Linked DNA regions of Mus musculus: region 2 is linked to region 1. The links are chromatin contacts, called in public promoter capture Hi-C maps. All regions are on one chromosome and are shown on one strand. Each heading gives the region's core, a stretch centred on a gene start, on an enhancer-like site or on the middle of the called end of the contact. The rest is flanking DNA. Distances are from core to core; before and after follow the strand shown.

Region 1 (5,662 bases), core at 1,098-3,597:
CTGAGAGCCCTACAAACAATTCTGATTATACCAATTAAACTACACAGAGTTTAAAACTTTTTTTTTTCTTTTGTTTTTTCATGACAGGGTTTCTCTGTGTAGCCCTGGCTGTCCTGGAACTCACTTTGTAGACCAGGCTGGCCTCGAACTCAGAAATCTGCCTGCCTCTGCCTCCCGAGTTCTGGGATTAAAGGCGTGCGCCACCACGCCTAGCCTAAAACATATTTTTATGCAATTAAATATGTTTGGGAGAAGAGTATACATAATAAAAACAAAAACTTGGTTATGTTCAAAGCAATTCTGTAAGACTACACTTTTTCCAAACCATAATTTAAGGAAACAGTAGAGTCTATATAACAATTATCAGACTACAGTGTGAGGTTCATGATGCTCTTGTGTGGGATGCCAGTGTCAGTCAAGTGTGTACATGCTAGTTCCCAGCAAACCTCGGTTCCACTATAGTCTATATACACCCACTTAAGACTTCTCTAGAGAAACGCCTCCTTGCCACAACAGTGACACAAAATAACAAAGGCAGTCCCTTAAGAAGCAACTTCAGTTGGAAACCAACTGGAAATCTCTTAACCATTAAAAAAAGACATAAAAGGTCAGATCTAAAAGGTGAGCAAAAAGCAGCCTTACCTAACAGCAGCATGGGCCTACCAGGAAGACAGTAAGGTTTAATCAGGAACAACCTTCAAGATCATAAAAATGACAGCTATACACCCCAAAGGCCAGATCGGTTCTTCATAAACTGACGGAGGTCATTTTGTAACTAATGAAGGGAATCATCTAGATTTTCCCACCAGTGCTCACTTAGTGATCAGGGTGTTTTTAGTTCACTGGATTCTGTTTGCTTTCACTGATGTGTGTGTGTGTGTGTGTGTGTGTGTGAGAGAGAGAGAGAGAGAGAGAGAGAGAGAGATTCTCAGCAGCAAACAAGCAATGAGGTTCAGAGTAGAAGGCAGTTTCTGAGCCGACAGCTGTTAGGGCCCTGTGACAGGGACAAGAAGGGCTCCCATGCTCACTCTCATTCTCTTCCCTGCCTTAGCACCCTCTGCTGTACATCGAATCATCCTCCCATTTTCAAATTTTAAATGTCAGCAACTTAAACGTTCCTTCTCTTTAAATAAATAAATAAAATCTGCCAAGCAGTGGTGGTGCACACCTTTAATCCCTGCACTTGGAATCAAAGGAGGATAGCTCTCTGTAAATTCAAGGCCAGCCTAGTCTACAGTGCAAGTTCCAGGACAGCCAGAGCTACACAGAGAAACCTTGTCTCAAAAAAACCAAAATTTTGGAAGAGGAGCACCTCCACATTTCCTACAAATAGTATAGGCAAACTCCAAAATAAATCCTAACAAAAATTCATGTTATGTTATCCATAACATCAAGGACTGTGAAGCGTTTTAAAGAATAATGAAGAAAAAAATGCAGTTTATTCCCAAATGACCTGTAACTTTAAGACCTTTAGGACAGACAGTAAGTGACAGTTAAGGCTCTGGCAAAGCCCAGAGAGGTGTTTTTCCTCATCTTAAAAGGTCATTCACGCCCTTTGATCTCCATTTCTGTTTTGGCCCTTTCTGAGGCTGAAGTTTGGCCATTCTCTGAATTCTTCTCACACAGAAAAATTAAGCACGGACTTGACAAACAAGCTCAGTTATAGGAAAGTTCCATGGACCTTTTACAATATGACACAGCCTTTCTTTCCCCTTCTGCATAACTGCTGTCAAGTTGGCTCCCTACACTTAAGACAATGCCTAAAGTTGGAAGCACAGAAGTATCAACTCTAAGTGTCTGGAGAACTAGAAAAGTGAGTGGCCTCGGATGCGCTAATATTTGCACCGCGGAAAAGAGCGGGCGGGGCACTTAAACCAGAGCAAGACTGGTTCAAGAACAGCACAGCACTGATGGATAACTGGACCCACCAGCCTGGGGGCGAGCCAGGCGGCGATCGGCCGAAATCCCCCAAAGTAAAAAGCAGCCCCAGTCTTGTCCAAAAGAGCAAAGCTCGCTGGGCGGCCACCGTTTGCCGACTCCCCAAGCACCTCCTGCCAAGGCGCCTGCGCTGTCCACACGGCCTCCGCACCCCCAAACTGCCGGCCCTCAACGGAGGCCCCGCACCCCCAAACTGCCCGTCCGCCTCTGCCCAATGGACCCCGGCAGCTGCGAGGATCTCCCGCCGACTACCTTGGTTGTCCGGATGTGCTCCATCCCGGGGCGACGCCCGCAGGCAGCTGGCCTCAGGAGAGCACCATCGGGAGAGAAACGGGGCGGTGACAGCCACCCGCAGGAACTCCCTCAACCCGGCAGCGTCAGCCACCCCCGCCGCCGGTGGCACTGCGCAGGCGTCATCTGAGAGCTCTGTCGCCTAGAAACACTTCCGCAAATCTTAGCTTCAGAGGGGATCCTGACAGCCGGCTGAGTGTCGCCCATAGAGAGCGTATGCTAGCTGGGCCACATGCATGGCCTGTTGTACAGCGCCCTCTCTGATGGAGGACTGGTATTGCCCCGGCCAACCAAGCTAACCCACATGTTCAGCTAGACAAGGATCAGCAAGAGGGACTAGAAGCTTTTTCTAGGTTTAAAGATATTCCTTTTCCTGACCAAAAGGAATTTTCCAGTGAGTGCGAGACTGGATACCTCTAAATTCCAGGTTAAATTACATTTAGAAACTCATGGAGCACTGGGCTCCTGTAATGAACTATTAAATTCTATTATGATTATCAGTATTAAGTTTGAGTACATTTTGTATGGTCTTTGTTACCAAGGGGCAGGATATTACTCTTACAGGCTTATAGATAAGGCTGCACTTTAATTTAAGATGCTACATGAATGTCTTTTTTTAATTTGAAAGATATTGCTCAGGGTTGGAAAGATGGCTTATCTGTTAAGTTCTTTTTGTTTAAGTTTTTTTTTTTTGTTGTTTTTTTTTTTTTTTTTTTTTTTTGTATGTGAGTACACTGTAGCTGTACAGATGGTTGTGAGCCTTTATGTGGTTGTTGGGAATTGAATTTAGGGACCTCTGCTCGCTCTGGCCCAAAGATTTAATTATTGTTATAAATAAGTACACTGCAGTTGTCTTCAGACACATCAGAAGAAGACATCAGATCTCATTATGGATGGTTGTGAGCCACCATGTGGTTGCTGGGATTTGAACTCAAGTCCTTTGGAAGAGTGGTCAGTGCTGTTACACACTAAGCCATTTCAACAGCCCATCTGTTAAATTCTTATTAGAAACTTTTCTGATCTTTGTCTTTTGTAAATAAACAAAAATGGCTGGGATGGGCAGTTTGCCTTCCTAACGGGTAGCTGGTGTGCTCTCTCCTTGCTTCTCTGGCTGCCTCCTGCAAAAGACCTTTCAATTAAACCAACACTTTTAAACTGTTCATGGCAACCCTGGGGACCAGGAGCTGACCAAAACTTGATTAAAAACGCAGCCTATCTCTGGCTTTGCTTCTGGAATAAGCTTTGGGTCTCAAATCTCTACAACTGTACTTTGCTGTGTTCATGACAGTAACTGCCTCAGATCAGATTTCATCTACTATGTGTTATGAATTGTGGTGTCTTTACAGTTTGTACAAACATTGCTACTCTTATAGAAAGAGCAGTTTGATTACAGAAAGCAAAACTTTTCATATTTTCCTATTATTCCTTAGTATATATCAAATTAGTGTATCTTTGAATTGAGCTGTATCAGAAAAACATATCTATCTCTGTTCTACTCATAATTAAGTAGTAAAGATGTATGTGTACAAAAGAATTGTTTGTAAAAATAAATTTACCTTGTATGCTGGGGCATGACTTTAATCCCAGCACTTCAGAGACAGAGGCAAGTTGTTGCCTGTAAATTTCAGAGCATGCTGTTCCACATAGTGAGACTGTAACAAAAACAAACAAGCAAAATATTATCAGCAAATGTTTGATTTGTACACCTATTGTAAGTACCTATATAACCAAAGATAAATAAAAGTTTTTCTGCTGAAAAGGGTTCACGATTTAAAAATGTTTAAAAGATTTCCAAACAGGCCACCCTTAAGCTCTATCAATCAACTTTATTTGGTTTTGGTTAGTCTTCATTTCCTCCATAAGCAAGTCTTTTTTTTTAAACATATTTTTATTAGATATTTTCTTGATTTGCATTTCAAATGTTATCCTCTTTCCTGGTTTTCCCTCTGAAAATCCCCTATCCCCTCTTCCCTCCCCCTGCTCACCAACCCACCCACTCCTGCTTCCTGGCCCTGGCATTCCCTACCCTGGAGCATAGAGCCTTCACAGGACCATGGGCTCTCCTCCCATTGATAACCAACTAGGCCATCTCTGCTACATGTGCAGCTGGAGCCATGAGTCCCACCATGTGTACTCTTTAGTTGGTGGTTTAGTCCCTGGGAGCTTTGGGGGGATACTGGTTGGTTCATATTGTTGTTCCCCCTATGGGGCTGCAAACCCTTTTGGCACCTTGGGTCCTTTCTCTAGCTCCTTCATTGAGCAATTCTTTTAATAATTTGAGATCTTTCACAAAAACATATTTTTAAAAGGAGAACTTAAGTTAATGTTTGTCAGAAATGCAGTAACTATCAGTAAGAATCTGGCCAAATAACGAGATCTGATTAGGAAGCGGGAGCCAAGTTATAGTGAGCTATCTTTAGCCCCCCAAATAGTCACCAACTTATTGTCCATTTTTGCGTGTGACCTAACACCCTTATGACTGTTGTATTTATCCTTTTAGAATGTACAAAAAAGATCCCTAGCTTCCACCAACCCAAAGGCTAATACTGTTGTCAGAGAGCATCTGAGACCAAAGCAGAGACTGGTCTGCCTTGCTGTAATCTGCCTTCTGGATGTTTCCACTGATATAGCTGCAAAATGGCTTGACATATAACATTCTTTGTTCTATTAGTATAAAAGTTTCATACATTTCCTAACATGTTATAGCATGGTATTTGAGGTAACCTGGGTATGTGTCCCTTGAACATGTGTAGCCTCCCTTAAGCCTGAAGCAGGCTGAGTCAGAACTTGACCTTGCTGCCACTAAGGAGATTATCTAGAGTGGAGCTTTCCTCCTGCCTGTTTCCAACTACGGCCATCTGCCTGTTCATTGATTTACACCCTTTCATTTCTCTCACCTAAAAAGCAGCTTCTGAAAGCTGCGGCCGACTGCCTGCTGCATTCCTAGATTCTGATATCACTGCTGAACCTAAGCGAATCCAGCGCACGGGTCAGCACGCTGTTCCAGCTTAGTACCACACCCTTAGCAACCTTTTACCCGTTGCTTCGTGCCCCGGTACAAATTTTCTTTAATTCTTTTATTCTTCCATGGAGCTCTAAACCAGCAGTGTTTCTTCCAGTATCTTCTGCCTTTCCCAGGCCCCGCGTGGGATGCCAAATTGTTGCGAGCCGGCTAGCGGCTCACATGTCCGGGTTCAAGCCTGGGAGGCAACCTGGAGCTGAAAGAAAAGAGGGAGCTTAGGTGGGTTGAGAAATAATAGAACCAAGACAACTAGTCTGCTCAAGGTTCAAATGTTTAATGGCAGACACGCTTTATAAAGGAGGGGGAATCTGGCTCTAGAATTAACTTGTTAAGGCCTAAATAAAATGTTAAGGTCTGAATAACTGTTATCTGTCTAGCCTGACGTTTGGTATGGTTACCAATGTCATAAGA
Region 2 (5,662 bases), core at 1,915-4,414, 780 kb before region 1:
ATGTATATGAAAGCCAACTGAAATGATCCAGAGAGCCAACAAAAAAGCAACTTTCTTCCATGTTTTCTGACGGGTCCCTGGCTTGCTTGCATGTCGTGACTTCCCTCAGTGATGGACTATGATCCCTTTCCCCTCGCCTACCTTAAGTCGCTTTTCTTCAGAATGTTTTATCAGAACAACAGGAAAGCAAACTAAGAGAGGACAGAGGATCATGAATTAGAAGCTAGCCTGGAATACATATAAAATTCTGTCTCAAACGAAGAAATAGAAGGATGAGGAGGGAGAAGAAGCAAGAGCAAAAAAAAAAACCAATGAAGAAGAATACATAAACAAAGGAAGGATGTTTCCAGGGATGAGAAAATTAGTGGCGGTGGAGGGGCAACATGAGAGGCCTCTCCTCCATGCTTCCCCAGCAGCTCTTTCTGTCCTTTGATGATGTCTGTCTGACCAGTTACAATGTTAGAGAACTGTATCCAACTCTACTGTATCAAAAGGCTGACTCTCCAGCTGCATAGTCAAGTGGCCAAAGTGCAACTTTGTAAAGAGAGTAAGAGTTGCCATTTATGCTGTGATAAGGAACCAGGAGTTAATGACAAAATGCTGTGGCTGAGTGTTCCTAAGATAGCTGTGTCCCAGAATATGTGACATAATACTTGTTAATAGCAACAGGCACCATGCTGCTGGTTCGTGTAGTTATGTGTTTATGTTTTTTCATTATCAATAGTATATGCTTTCTTATTTAAAAAAAAAGGTCACTGTAACACTGTAACACTGTAACACAGGCCTGTTACTCTGCCACTATCCACTCCATCTTCCAACTGCATCACCTTCTCTGAGTTTGAATTTAATATTACTTGGTTCATCATGAACAATATACTAATCTCTCTCTCTCTCTCTCTCTCTCTCTCTCTCTCTCTCTCTCTCTCTCTCTGTGTGTGTGTGTGTGTGTGTGTGTGTGTGTGTATACCAGATTCCCTAAGTGTATGGTAGATAACACTATCTAGATTTGTGTAACCCATTCTGATGTTTGCATGATAGATTTCTCAGAAAAAAAAATCCCCATAGTTAAATGACACATGACTTTATGTCAAGTATAGTGATAGGTTCCTGGACACAGAATATCTAATTTTATTTCACTTATCTGTGTTCTCTTTTAATCTTTAAAATTATTACATTTATTTATTTATTTATTTATTTATTTAATCGTGTGTGCATGTGAGCTCAGTGAATAACATGTGGGTCCTAGGGATGAAACTTAAGTCATTTGACTTGGCAGCAAGTTTCTTGACTGGCTGAATGATTTTGCCCACCTTCTTCTGTGCCTCCTGGAGGTAAAGGGGATGAGCCTCCCCTTCAAGCCCTCAACTGCCTTCAGAGTCTCAAGGGCTGGGCCACACACATCTCACATTGCAGGAAGTTCAGTTGAGCACAGTGCAAACAAGCCGTCACTCTTCCTTGGAGACCAGCCTTTAGCCACCCTCTGCATCTGGGGACAGCTGGGGCTCTAACATCAGGGTTGATTCATTTCCCACATGGATAGTTCTTGTCTCAGAAAAGACCAACTCAAGTGCATAGGGCTAAGGCATTTGAGCAACCAGTGTTGCTTTGTGAGATTCACGTAGAGCTGGTTTGACTGGCGTGTTCCTTGAAGCTGTAGCTTCCAGATGCCTTCTGGAAGCTTCTAGAAACATAAGCATCTGAATTCAATCCTTGCCCATTTCCCATGGGTGGTAAACTGTAGAGACCTGTAAGCAACTTGCTCACCCAGAGATAAGAGCACCTAGCAGTTTCCATTGGCTCTGGAACAGCAAACTTGATGAAGGCTCTGGGCATGGACCCTAGACCATGGAACATCTGGGTTACCTCAGAGAAAAGTCAGCCTTCTTGGAAATAGTTTGCCCCTGATTTCATGAGTCCTTGGAGCTCAGGAGCTCTGTAGGTACAGGTGTCTTGGGATAGTATGCAAAAGCATGCCTGCTCATTTGAAGGATGTGAGGCTGGGTACATTGTTCAATTGGTGGAGTGCTTGTTTAATATGCATGAAGCCCTAAGTTCAGAAACCATAATCACATAAACTGAATGTAGCAGTGGATGTCTGTAATTCCAGCCTTTAGGAGGATCAAGAGTTCAAAGCTGTCTTTGAATAAACAGCACTTTTGAGGCCAGCTCATGACACTGGAGACCCTGTCTCGAAAAGGAAAAAGAAAACAAACAAGTACAAAGTAAGCCCCATGTGTCTCAGGGACATTTCAGAGATGGAGGGCATGAACAGGCCCTGGGGTTCAGCCTCCACCTCCCACTGGGGAAAAATACTGGAAACCAAATAGATCTATTTAAGTGTTACAATGAACTCACAAACCAAGTATTTTGCCATCAAGATTTACACAGGAATCAAAGACAGCTGGAGATAGACAGGGCATAAACTATTTTTAAATATCACACCAGGAAAAATGAGATGCAACTGATAAGAGAAGGAAGTCACAGGAAGGAAGTGGGTTCCTCTAAGGGTGCTGCAGATGATATTTTTCAGTGCCCTTCTGCAAACAGATGCAGTTCCATCATATAATGGAAATCTTTTCTCTCTCCCAGAATAAACAGCTCCATGTTCAAAAACATGCCACATTCCGACCACAGTGCTTTACCAGCCTCGTGGGTATTCTAAACAACGGACACTAAGTTCCGTTTTACAGTACAGAAAATAAGGTGGCGATTTCTCAGCTGGATCCAAACTGTGATTTGTGCTTTGCCTGGGACAGAAGCTGTGGAGTGATTGCAAGCAAATGCTTTCCTCTAAGTCACCTTTCTGTGACTTTTAGGAGTCGCTAGAGGTATCCATGATTGCAACTCAGAAGGAAGGCATCCTTTGTTGTTGTTGTTTTATTAGGACCCCAAATTTAGATTAACAAGCTTCTGACCCAGGTGTCCAGTGAGCTAGTGGCGGTATCTCTGTAAGTTGTAGTATCCACTCCTTCACTCAATGAAAGCCATACTTGACTGGCGCCACCTGTAATACTTTCACCAGGAAAAGACATTTTACTAATTCTTAAAGACTTGTCGCAGTATGTGTGTGTTGGGGTGGGGAGCCGCGCGCGTGGGGTTGGGGGTGGGGAATCAAGCTTTTTAAAACGTTTGCCTGTGACCCTGGCGGTGTAAGGCAGGTGTTCGGAGAAACGGCCTAATTAAACACTGCTGTGCCGCTCTGCTGCGTTTCGGACTACCCTGCTCTGGTAGGGACTTCGTGCTTTTTGTCACAGGCAGCGGCTTGATGCTGTCTACTGGAACCTGCAACGATCCAGGACCTTACAGGCCCGGAGCACAGAGGCCCAGAGCAGTCCTGGTGTGTCCCTCCCAGCCAAGAGACACACTGCAGGGCTGTCGCGGGCGAGGCACAGACCAACGCGACTAGAAATCAGGCTGACTGGCTTCTCCCGGCCAGCCCCACGGCACGGCATGATGTCATGGGAGCTGCCACTCAGCGAGATGAAAGGGATGCGGCGCAGCAGCGCTGGCACTAGGCAGCCCAGCTGGGGCACCGCGAGAGAGAGCTGCAGATCCAGCCGCTCAGCCCAGGCTGGGGAAGCCTGCTCTCCAGAGCTGGGGCAGAACAACGTGGCCCACGTTTAACAAAAGAACCAGACGGTAGCGAACTTTCTAGATCTGCGCGCGTAGCGAGTAAACTCAGCCTTGCCTTTGATGCGCAGCAACTGATCGGCGATCAGATTACAGGCACTCCATCTCCTAGTTCGCCTGCCTTTGATCTGCGCGGGTAATCCATTTTCCTGGATTTGAAGTTTGTCTGGGCTTGCGCCCACACACATTTTTGGGAAGGTAAAAGCGTTTGGCGCGGAAGTGCTACCAAGCTGCGGAAAGCGTGAGTCTGGAGCACAGCACTGGCGAGTAGCAGGTAGGCGTTCGTGTGTGGTTGGAACTTTCACTGCGTTTTCCTCGCATGTTCAAAGGGGGAAAAATGGCTATCAGCTCCCAGCAAGCATGCCTGAAGCCAAGTCCAGCACCAGGCTGCGTGCACGTGAAACTGAATTTGATTCTTGATGCAATTGTTTCGCGGTTTGCACAAGAGTTTGATATCTGTCATGCAAATCTTACTTGGAAGTGAGTAGTTCCAACAGGACAAAAACAGAGCCTCGCTAATGTTTGTTGCCAGCAGGGTTTCAGACGCTGGAAGCTGGGCTGGAAAACCTCCTCTTACTTTATTTAGAAACGGTGGGATTCTGTTAACACCCCCTCACTCCCACCCCACCTTCCTTTCTCTTCCCCTATCTCCCCCCACCCTACGGAGCAAAACTCCTCTCTAGCAATCCTAGCAATATTACTACTTTATTCTCCGGCCTCCGGGAGATGTGAATCTATCGCACATGTGTCCTTGCCATTCGCATTCCCAAGGGAATCTCTGCAAAGGCATTTAGGACTGAAGCCTTTCAAGTGTAAAGCGGAGGAACTCGGAAACAGGGAGCGCCAAGCTGCGTTAGGTTTGGCTAAAAATACCCAAGCCAGGCTCTGTAACCTCTGAAAATAGGAGAAGCTTTGTTTACAGAAACACTCCCGAGGTTAATATTCTTAAATTAACATTTACTCTAAATATATAGTGACAGCTGTTGTGAGTTACAATTTGCCAACTGTTTACCAAAACTATCTGGCAATCAACAGTTATTATGTTACATGAAGTATTTTAGCCACATTTTCACTTCAATTAGTGCCCTACAAAACCAAATTATACTGGGCACCCAGCTTGCCAGTTAACTGCTACTTGTGAATTCATAACTTCTACACACACACACACACACACACACACACACACACACACACGCACGCACGCACACATACACATACACACATGCATACACACAGACACAAACACACACAGAAACACACAAATACAGAGACACACACAAATACAGAGACACACAGAGACACACAAGCACACATACACACAGACACACAAAAACACAGATATACAAATACAGAGATATACACCGACACACACATGAAGACATACACTTAGATGCACACAAACACACACACATAGACAAACATACAGACACAAACACACACAGACAGACACACACACAAACACACACACAAACACACTCAAAGACATGCATACACACAGACACAGATACACACACACACACACACACACACACATCTTTACACTGAACTTCAGACACTCAGGACAATAGGACTTAGAGCTCTGTACCTACATTGGCCCATCCTAATATTCTGGCCCTGGGTTTACTTGGTAAAATACTTTATTATTGTCACAGTGGTCTGTTTTATGTTAGGTGTGCAACAAGGAAATGTAAATGATAAGAATAGTTGCTCTGCATTCTGAAATACTGATGAAAGGTCTTGAAACTCCTGTTTCATTTGTGATTATTTTTTTTTCTCATCTAACTAATTAAGTTACTTTCACAACTTTCCTCTGATAATCGGAGCCACTTTGCATATTTGGATTAATTTCAAAGCCTGAATAGCTACAAAGCAGAGGCTATTTAGAATCATGGTAAAGTGACTGTGTTTAAAAGTGAATCAGTAGGAACGGTGCCCAGATCTAACTTGTGTTCAGTTATGCCAGAAGGATGTTTCTGTTTTGGGGGTGGGGGTGGGGTGGGGGAAGGGGGAGCCACCAACCATGCTTATGACA

The links. Promoter capture Hi-C pulls out the DNA fragments that hold promoters and counts their contacts.
Region 2: a contact with region 1 is called in a promoter capture Hi-C map of embryonic stem cells, with 2.6 times the contacts expected there. The contact joins the promoter of Tnfrsf19 here to the promoter of Mtmr6 in region 1. A contact is called at or near these places in 5 of 39 promoter capture datasets (the C10 cell line, embryonic stem cells, hippocampal neurons and 1 more).

Annotation. Positions count from the first base shown.
Region 1 is chr14:60,261,890-60,267,551 of GRCm38.p6, reverse strand. It overlaps Mtmr6 (myotubularin related protein 6), which reads right to left and starts at 2,347. Exons shown (of 14, transcript NM_144843.4): 1 at 2,191-2,347. The coding sequence starts at 2,214. Gm38641 (a long non-coding RNA gene) reads right to left here. Exons shown (of 3, transcript XR_874661.1): 2 at 5,127-5,447; 3 at 3,645-3,881.
Region 2 is chr14:61,044,357-61,050,018 of GRCm38.p6, reverse strand. Tnfrsf19 (tumor necrosis factor receptor superfamily, member 19) reads left to right here and starts at 3,164. Exons shown (of 10, transcript NM_013869.5): 1 at 3,164-3,904. All of the region lies in intron 2 of Gm41167 (a long non-coding RNA gene), which reads right to left.